2 separate regions of the Zea mays genome follow, and region 1 is linked to region 2. The links are chromatin contacts, called in public Hi-C maps. All regions are on one chromosome and are shown on one strand. The core of a region is the stretch at or near the end of the contact, and the rest is flanking DNA. Distances in the headings are between cores, read along the strand shown. Region 1 holds the start of LOC103654097 (pentatricopeptide repeat-containing protein At5g14770, mitochondrial). Region 2 holds the start of LOC100282174 (para-hydroxybenzoate--polyprenyltransferase).

What was found. Hi-C and Micro-C count contacts between places; a contact is called where the count stands out from the background.
Region 1: a contact with region 2 is called in a Hi-C map of leaf, with 5 times the contacts expected there. The contact joins the promoter of LOC103654097 here to the promoter of LOC100282174 in region 2. A contact is called at or near these places in 2 of 25 Hi-C or Micro-C datasets (endosperm and leaf).

What each region holds. Positions count from the first base shown.
Region 1 is chr4:174,839,567-174,844,135 of Zm-B73-REFERENCE-NAM-5.0, forward strand. It overlaps LOC103654097 (pentatricopeptide repeat-containing protein At5g14770, mitochondrial), which reads left to right and starts at 2,061. Exons shown (of 4, transcript XM_035967404.1): 1 at 2,061-4,569. The coding sequence starts at 2,089.
Region 2 is chr4:174,310,193-174,314,808 of Zm-B73-REFERENCE-NAM-5.0, forward strand. LOC100282174 (para-hydroxybenzoate--polyprenyltransferase) reads left to right here and starts at 2,255. Exons shown (of 8, transcript NM_001155086.1): 1 at 2,255-2,907; 2 at 3,128-3,263; 3 at 3,765-3,886; 4 at 4,383-4,452; 5 at 4,550-4,616. The coding sequence starts at 2,489.

The sequences.
Region 1 (4,569 bases), core at 811-3,310, 530 kb after region 2:
CGATCGAACTTAAACAAACATATTTAACGTTATCGGTTACTGTTTACATTACAAATATGTGAACCAAACATCACCTTAACTATAGTTGGACACTTTTTTACTATCTCCAGCAAACTTTCTATCTTACTCCTTATCTCACTCTTATTTTAAACTTCTCTTTATAAATAGTGCATCTACCTTGCACAAAAAAACAGTGCTATATATACCCACATACACGGCGCTCCTGTAGCTGCTTTTTGTGGACTACGGTTTACTTTGCGGCGCGCGCGTGGGCCGAGTTGAACACTCGGCCGATTTTTTTATTAAAAATATTTACATTTGGACCCTAGAATTTTTAAATGCAACTTTAGACCCAAAGCTCGGCGTTATGGGCTGTGGCGCCGAGCTAACACATCTCGGCGCCCTTTGTCGTCGTAACTCTTCCAACTGTATTTCCTCGTCTCTTACAAAAAATAGTAAGTACGGGTCTAACATTACAGCTGGTGCAAAACAATAAATAAATATCAACCTCATTGTAATCTACCATATGTCCACAAAAATATCTAACACCAAGTTCGGAAGGAACTAATCCATATTTAGCTTCAATACCACATTTGCAGAGTACTGGATCAAACTTCAACTCTTTCGCCCACCGTTTTTTTTCTCTTTTCCTTTACCTCTGCCTCTGGCCAATGGGACAAAGGACCATACAACCACTCTCTGAAACGACACTTACGCCACCCGTATGGCTGCAGGAGAATAAATTAGTAATTTATTGTAAAAAACAAGTTTATATAACCTCGCGCATCGATGGGCTCACATAATCAATGTTCGGACACACGAAGTGCTTCACAGTGTTTTCGTCGATGACAGTACGATCTCCACAATCGCATCGAGACGGTGAGTCCATCCTTCTTTCTGTTGCTACCTCCTTTTCCGCATCCGTCATTGGTGGAGGATTCGAGGGAGGAGGTATCCAACGTTTAAAACGCTCATGACTAGTCTTTCCACACGACCAATTAGTGAAAAGAAAATATCGAGGGTCAAATTTATCAGGACCATCGATCCACTGGAAAAAGAAACACCTCAGGTGCTCCTAAAACAATGGAACGAAGCACTATTACACATCTAGTAAATAAAAAATTCAAACAAAATTAAGTCACAAGTCATAAGCTACGTACGTTAAAACCGCCACAAAGGTAGACGCAGCGAGCAGCCGTGTCTGGATGTTTGGATTGACATACCCAAGCTAGTCTGCCACAGTCATAATTAAGCACAGAAAGTTTAGGAGGAACAGGAGCATCCTTACTAGATACGTCCGGATATAACTTCCGAGGACGACCTCTCTTCTGCCATAACGCCTCCCGGTACATATCTTTCATCTAATAAACGATTATAATTATCACTTGTACCTAATAGACTTTATAATCGGTTTACACAAACTATCAAATGAAATGTACTCATCATATTAACGATACTATATATATTATGAGCAACATTGGAAACTAATAATCGAAAAAGTACATCCCAATATACAAAACGAATCAGTGAGACACCAAACCTTGGTCTACGAAGTGTTGCAACTCGAAACTTTGAATACAACAACTTTTGACGAAGTTTTGAATTGAGAGGAGATGAGGTCTTCTCCGCCAGCAGCGCGACCGATTTTATAGGCCTCCGTAGCTCGGCGCCAAGATCTGTGGCGCCGAGCTACGAGGCCGCATCGACGCCGCGTCATCCGTAAGACGCAGGTAGCCGTTAGTGCCACGTCAGAGCTCGGCGCCATAGCCTATGGCGCCGAGATGTGTTACCTCGGCGCCATAGGCTATAACGCCGAGTATCGGGTCTAAACATGCATATAAAATTTCTGGGGGTTTAATTGTATATTTTTGTCGCATAAAGGGCTAAAAAACAAAAAATTCGGAACACCCGAACGCATATTTCGGCTGGGCTGGCATTTTCTACCACTGGGCTCATCTAGTAGCCACTAAAGCCCACCAGCTTCTCCCCAGCCAGGCCCAACGGGCTCTGTCCTCGGCCTTCCTCAGCAACTCCCCTCCCCTCCCCTCCCCTCCACTCCATTCCCCTCGTCGCCGACCACCACCCACCATGGCGGGGGCGGCATCTCCGCCTCAGGCCCTACCCCCGGCCCCGACCCTCCAGGCCTCCTTCCTCTGCTCCCTCGCGCTCGCCTTCCTCCGGGCCGGCCGCCTCTCCGCTGCCTCTCACGTCGTCTCCTCACTCCCCGCTCCGCCTCCCGCCCGCCTCCTCCGCCGCCTCATCCCCGCGCTCGCCTCCTCGGGCCTCGTCGCCGCCGCCTCCCGCTTCCGCCCCGTCCCAGGTGACCCGCTCACCCTCAACTCCATCATCCTCTCCTACTGCAGCCTCCACGCGCTCCGGCCCGCGCTTAGCCTGCTCCGTTCCTCCTCGGGGCCCCAGCCGCAGGTCGCGGCCGACACCGTCAGCTACAACATCTTCCTCGCTGGCCTCTCCGAGCAGGGACACGGGAGGCTCGCGCCGCCCGTGCTCTCCGAGATGTGCAAGCGCGGCGTGCCCTGGGACGGGGTCACCATGAGCACGGCGCTCGTGGGGCTGAGCAGGACCGGACTTGTCGGCGAGGCCGCGGCGTTGGCGGAGATGCTGGTCCGAGGCCGAGGAATTGATGGCTTGGGTGTGGTGGGATGGAATGCTCTCATTGACGGCTACTGTAAAGTCCAGGACATGGCCGCAGCATTGGCGGTGGTGGAGAGGATGACTACACAAGGGCTGTCGCTTGATGTGGTGGGGTACAATACCCTGGTTGCCGGGTTTTTCTACTCCGGCGATGCTGATGCTGCATGGGAGGTAGCGGAGAGGATGAAGGCGGATGGGGTGGAGCCGAGTGTGGTCACACACACGACGCTCATTGGGGAGTATTGTAAGATGAAGCGGATCGAGGAGGCGTTCACTCTGTACGAGGGTATGGTCAGGTCGGGTGTGCTGCCTGATGTGGTCACCCTTAGTGCTCTTGTTGATGGCCTATGCAGGGATGGCCGGTTCTCAGAGGCATATGCACTTTTCAGGGAGATGGACAAGATTGGAGTCGCTCCAAACCATGTGACATATTGTACATTTATCGATTCATTAGCGAAAGTGCAGAGGGTGAACGAGTCACTGGGTCTATTGGGAGAGATGGTCTCAAGGGGCGTGGCCATGGATCTGGTCATGTATACAACTGTGATGGACCGTTTAGGTAAGGAAGGGAAGATTGAGGAAGCTAAGGATGTGCTTCGGCATGCTTTGTCGGATAATATTACTCCCAATTGTGTAACTTACACTGTACTGGTCGATGCACACTGCAGAGCTGGCAATATCGATGGCGCAGAGCAGATGCTGTTGCAAATGGAGGAGAAATCCGTTAGCCCCAATGTTGTCACATTCTCATCAATCCTCAATGGTCTTGTTAAAAGAGGATGCATCGCCAAAGCAGCTGGCTATATGAGGAAGATGAAGGACAGTGGCATTGCTCCTAATGTTGTTACTTACGGAACGCTTATCGACGGCTTCTTCAAGTGCCAGGGGCAAGAAGCAGCTCTTGATGTGTACCGTGATATGTTGCATGAGGGTGTTGAGGCAAACAACTTTATTGTTGACTCACTGGTGAATGGTTTGAGAAAGAATGGGAATATAGAGGAAGCTGAAGCATTATTTAAAGATATGGGTGAACGTGGTCTGTTGCTAGACCATGTCAACTATGCCACCTTAATGGATGGGCTTTTTAAAACAGGAAACATGCCAGCTGCTCTTAAGGTTGGTCAGGAGTTGATGGAGAGAAATCTGTCACCTGATGCTGTTGTCTATAATGTGTTTATCAATTGCCTTTGCAGGCTTGGCAAGTTCAGTGAAGCAAAATCTTTTTTGAAAGAGATGAGAAATACGGGCTTAGAACCTGATCAAGCAACATATAACACTATGATTTCTGCACAGTGTCGGGAAGGGAATACCTCAAAAGCTCTAAAGCTACTGAATGAAATGAAGTGGAGTTCAATAAAGCCTAATCTCATCACATATACTACACTTGTTGTGGGCCTTCTTGAGGCTGGGGTTGTGGAGAAGGCAAAATATTTACTAAATGAGATGGCTTCTGCTGGATTCACTCCAACCCCTCTGACTTATCGAAGGGTGCTGCAAGCATGTTCTGGAAGCAGGAGCCCGTACGTGATTTTGGAAGTTCATGAATTGATGATGGGTGCTGGTCTTCATGCTGATATCACTGTCTATAATACACTCGTGCATGTTTTGTGTTGCCATGGAATGACAAGAAAAGCTACAATTGTTTTGGATGAAATGTTGGGGAGAGGAATTGCACCAGACACTATCACATTCAATGCTCTCATTCTTGGCCATTGTAAGAGCAGTCATCTAGATAATGCATTTGCAACGTATGCTCAGATGCTTCATCAAGGACTCTCACCAAATATAGCTACATTCAACACACTTCTGGGTGGCCTTGAGTCCGCTGGAAGAATTGGAGAGGCAGATACTGTTATCTGTGAGATGAAGAAGATGGGCCTTGAACCCAATAATCTCACCTATGATATACTGGTGACA
Region 2 (4,616 bases), core at 1,005-3,504:
CGGCACGTCCCAAGCCCATCATGGGTGGTGCCAATTTAATCGGGCCGAGGCACGGTACGGATAAATAGCGGGTCATGTCGTGTCCGTCCGTGGACCGGACTCTGAGCCCAAGCACGGTTCGACTAGTTGACTAGTTTTAAACGGGTCGAGGTGTAGTCGGATTCGACGTCGTGCCGTCAATGGGGTCCGGGCACAGTACTTGCTCTGCCGAGGTTCTTTCGTATTGCTTTTTTTAGTCACCCTTCCTGTGGGGAGAAGTACTATGTTTATCAAACCGTAGAAACCTAACGGGTGGCTATGGCCTCTAGGGAATCTTTGTAAAAGCTACGTAGTGAATCCCTAGTCATTCACCTCGATAGTAAAGATCGGGTCTGTACAACCCAAGCTAGGAATGGATCACGACTCGTGGGTAAAGTGTGCAACCTCTACAGAGTGTTAGAAACTGGTATATCAGTCGTGCTCGCGGTTATGAGCAGCCTTGGGGGCTCCTTTGATTAGAGTAACTTTGGATACTATTATGATGATGCTTAACGATGATGACTATCTTTATGGTATTTGGTATTTCCTCTTGGAGGGAGTACTATTTGGGTTAATAACTTTGGTTTATTATTAAATTTGGCTTTCTACTAGTAATAAATATCCGACCAACTAAAAGCAACTACTTTAAGCTTAACTCCACATACAGCTAGTCCACTTTAGCCAAACGGAACATTTGTTAAGTACGTTGATGTATACTCACCCTTGCTTTAAAAATACCCAACCCCAGGTTGTTCCCATTACAACCAATGCTTAGGAGAAGATGAAGGCAACATGGAGGACTTTCAGGAGTTTCAGGACTTTGGCGAGTTCTAGTTGTGTTTAGTGGCAAACCCCCAGTCAGCTGCTTGTAAAGGTCTTATCGTACTACGTTTCGTTCAACACTTTGATTATGACTTAAGTTAATGACTCTGTGGATGTCTTGGACATCTCGATGTAATAAAATACTATTTCCGCTATTATTTTGAGCAATGTGTGATGATGTCCAACTATGTAATCGTTGTGTACGCGAATTTCTGATCCTGGCACGTACATAGTTCGTATTCGGTTTGCCTTCCAAAACCGGGTGTGACACGTGTCTAGCATTGTGCTAAATGAGTCGACAGTAAATGGGTTGTGCCCGTGTCGCCCGATAGGCTTGTACCTAAGCCCAAGCACAACCCATAACGAGGCCCATGTCTGCTTGGGCATGGTTACTATCATACTGTGTCAAAATGGTCGTGCCTCGTGCCGGCCATATAGCCCGGTCCATGTGGTTAGTGCTGAAAATATGGGTCGAGCTTTTTAGGCCAGCACCAAGCACGTCTAAAAATAGGAACTCAAAGCATGGCCCGGCACGAAATAACATAGATCAGGCTGGCACGACCCAAAGGCGGACCTCGACCGGGCCTCAAATCCTGGTTCGTCAGCCCCTGGCACGGCCCGCACACATAGGCTGGGCTTGGACCGGCACGGTCTAATAAAACCTATATTGTTTAATTTCTTTAATTTAGTGAGCTATAGACTTTATATTGTTGTAATATTTGTACTTTATGGGTTAATTGACGCTATCATTGTCTGATAGCTTTAATTTAGTAAGTTATGAACTTTATGTGATTATAATATTTGGATTTATGTAGTTCAAATATGGGTTGGGAGCTCAATAAAGACACGACGTGCTTTAGCGTCAGGTTAGGCCATTGTTTCTATTCTTTAGACGGGCACGGAAACAGCTCAAAAAATTTAAGTCTTATTAGCTCGAACTTATTTGATATAAAGCACGATGGGCTTAGGCCATGCCGGGCCCACCCGGCCCAATTTCTGTAGTGGTCACCTATATTTGTCGTAGATTGTATGTAGATTGTATGCAGTTTGGTGGTCCTGTACAGACATGTACTAGATACTACACATAAGTAGGTAGAAGTAGATTGAATGAATATATAATTCAGCTGCCAGCAAGATACAGCTTCAGTACCTATCTTGCTCTGCTGACTGCTGGGCAACAACATGAGCACGCAGATTCTTTTCCTAAATGCTTCTAAACAAAACAACGCAGCATACTCCATGGATCTGAGAGTTTTGCTCAGTTATCGGCAGGCAGCTGCACATCACTGATCTGAGAGTTTTGCTCGCATCGCAGTCGCAGGGGTCGTCTTCTTCTCCGATGATATTTGCTCACGTACCACTGAACCCAGACGGACTCTTGTAACCAAATGTTTCATTGATGGTCAAAAAGCCCATCAGAAACAGACATAAACATTTGGGCCGGGCCCTCCCTTTGCCTCTCCCTCCCTCCATAGGCCCTAGCCCATAGCCCCGTCGTCGCAATCGCAGTCGCCACCCGCCGCCGTTCCGCCGGCAAGCCGTCCGTCTCCGCCGCCCGCCCCATCCAGGAGAAGCCTGCCACCAGAACATTCAACTGGCCTTCGTTGGAAATCCGTCCGTTCCCCACAACTGAACTGACAGGCCACCCATGGCGCTGCTCCGCGCCGCCGTATCCGAGCTCCGCCGCCGGGGCCGCGGGGCTCTTACCCCTCTCCCGGCGCTGTCATCTCTCCTCTCCTCGCTGTCTCCCCGGAGCCCAGCCTCCACCCGCCCCGAGCCTAATAACCCCCACGCCGACCGGCGTCACGTCATCGCGCTCCGCCGGTGCCCGCCGCTCCCGGCGTCGGCCGTCCTCGCCCCCGAGCTGCTCCACGCCAGGGGTCTCCTCCCGAGGCACTGGTCGCACGCCTCACCGCTCTCCACCTCCTCCTCCTCTTCCAGACCCGCGGACAAGGCGCAGCTCACGTGGGTGGACAAGTGGATCCCGGAGGCGGCGCGGCCGTACGCCATGCTCGCCCGCCTCGACAAACCCATTGGGACCTGGCTCCTCGCCTGGCCCTGCATGTGGTACGCCTTTCTTTCTTCTTCCGCTGATTCTCGATTGAATACTCTGCATCGTCATGCCTCGCTCACTGCATAGGTGAGACGGTGTCTCATTCAATTAGTTCATGCTTCCAACACTCCAACTAACTGAAAAAAAAAACAGAAAAGTTCACTATTGCTTTACGAAAGATGAAATTGAAAAGCTGTTCTGTGTTGAAGAAAATATCAGACCTTTGCTTCACAGGTCGATCACAATAGCAGCAATGCCAGGGGATTTGCCAGACTTGAAAATGCTGGCACTCTTCGGATGTGGAGCTGTCCTTCTCAGGGGGGCTGGTTGCACGGTGAATGATCTTCTGGATCGCGACATTGATAATAAGGTGATTTTGCTTCCTTTTGATGTTCTGATTTCTGATGGCGCCTCGCACTTAAACTAAACCAAGCACAAAATTAGTTGATCAATGGAAAAAAAAACTGTTAGGTCCCGTTTGTTTCCTTTCATTTTGAGGAATTGGAATCTTACTAATGGAATAGGCTATTTTTTTAGGATGTGACATTCCACCACTTTTCAAATATCATATAAGCTTATCTCAAATTCATGGGGTGAGAAATGAAAATTGATTCTATAGATTTGCATACTATTTTTCCGATGTACAACTTATAACACACTCTTTTATTTGCTTCGCTATAACATAAATGTAGTATATAAATATCTCCCTCATATGATTTAGTGTAATATACAAATATATTACATATATAAATATATGAACTTAATTAGTTTTGTCTAAATTATAATTATTAAAATGGAATTGAATTCCAACGAAACAAACGGGGCCTTATGGACGTTACATGCCTTTATCTGGTGCCATATTTCTCCATAGGTTGAGCGCACCAGAAGTAGGCCTTTTGCCTCAGGAGTGCTTACTCCTTTACAGGGAGTGGGCTTCCTTGGAATTCAGCTTCTATTGGGACTGGGCATTCTTCTACAATTGAATAACTACAGGTATTTAGACTCAGGTGCTTCTTTGGCTGATGCGGCTGACGCTATTATATGACTATCCATGTTCCCTCAACCACTTATCAGTGAGTGTCCACACTCCACAGCAGGACATTACGATCAAAATATTTATGTCCAGCAATTTGATTTGATGAGAGCCGTACTCTACTTCCCGTGTTCTTTATATCTTGTTTCTGTGATAAACTCACTGCTACCTCCGATCACAAGTATAAGGACACCACCAGCATGCTCTTCAGAATGGCATTTCGACTAGCAACATCTATAAAAATATATTGAGTGATATATAAGGAATTTTTTCCATCATCAATCTAGTCATGTCAATCTTGTATTTTCAGTCTGTATAAAACTTTAGATAATAGACAAAGTCATAATATGTGCCTGTTAATACTTTCTTATCTTTGCACTACCTGAAAGTGAAAACAAATGTATATTGATTATAAGGGCAGTTTATATGTAATTTTTGGCATTTTCCTGTGTGTAGTCGTATTCTGGGGGCGTCTTCACTTGTTCTGGTCTTCTCGTATCCCCTGATGAAGAGGTTCACATTTTGGGTATGTGTTATATTTGTGTATATGGAGGCTTATATAGAATGGTATATTATTACTTACAGAGTGAGGGCTTGTATTTCTTTTGGTGCATTAATAACAGCCTCAGGCTTATCTTGGCCTGACATTCAACTGGGGAGCTTTACTAGGGTGGGCTGCTATTAAGGAAA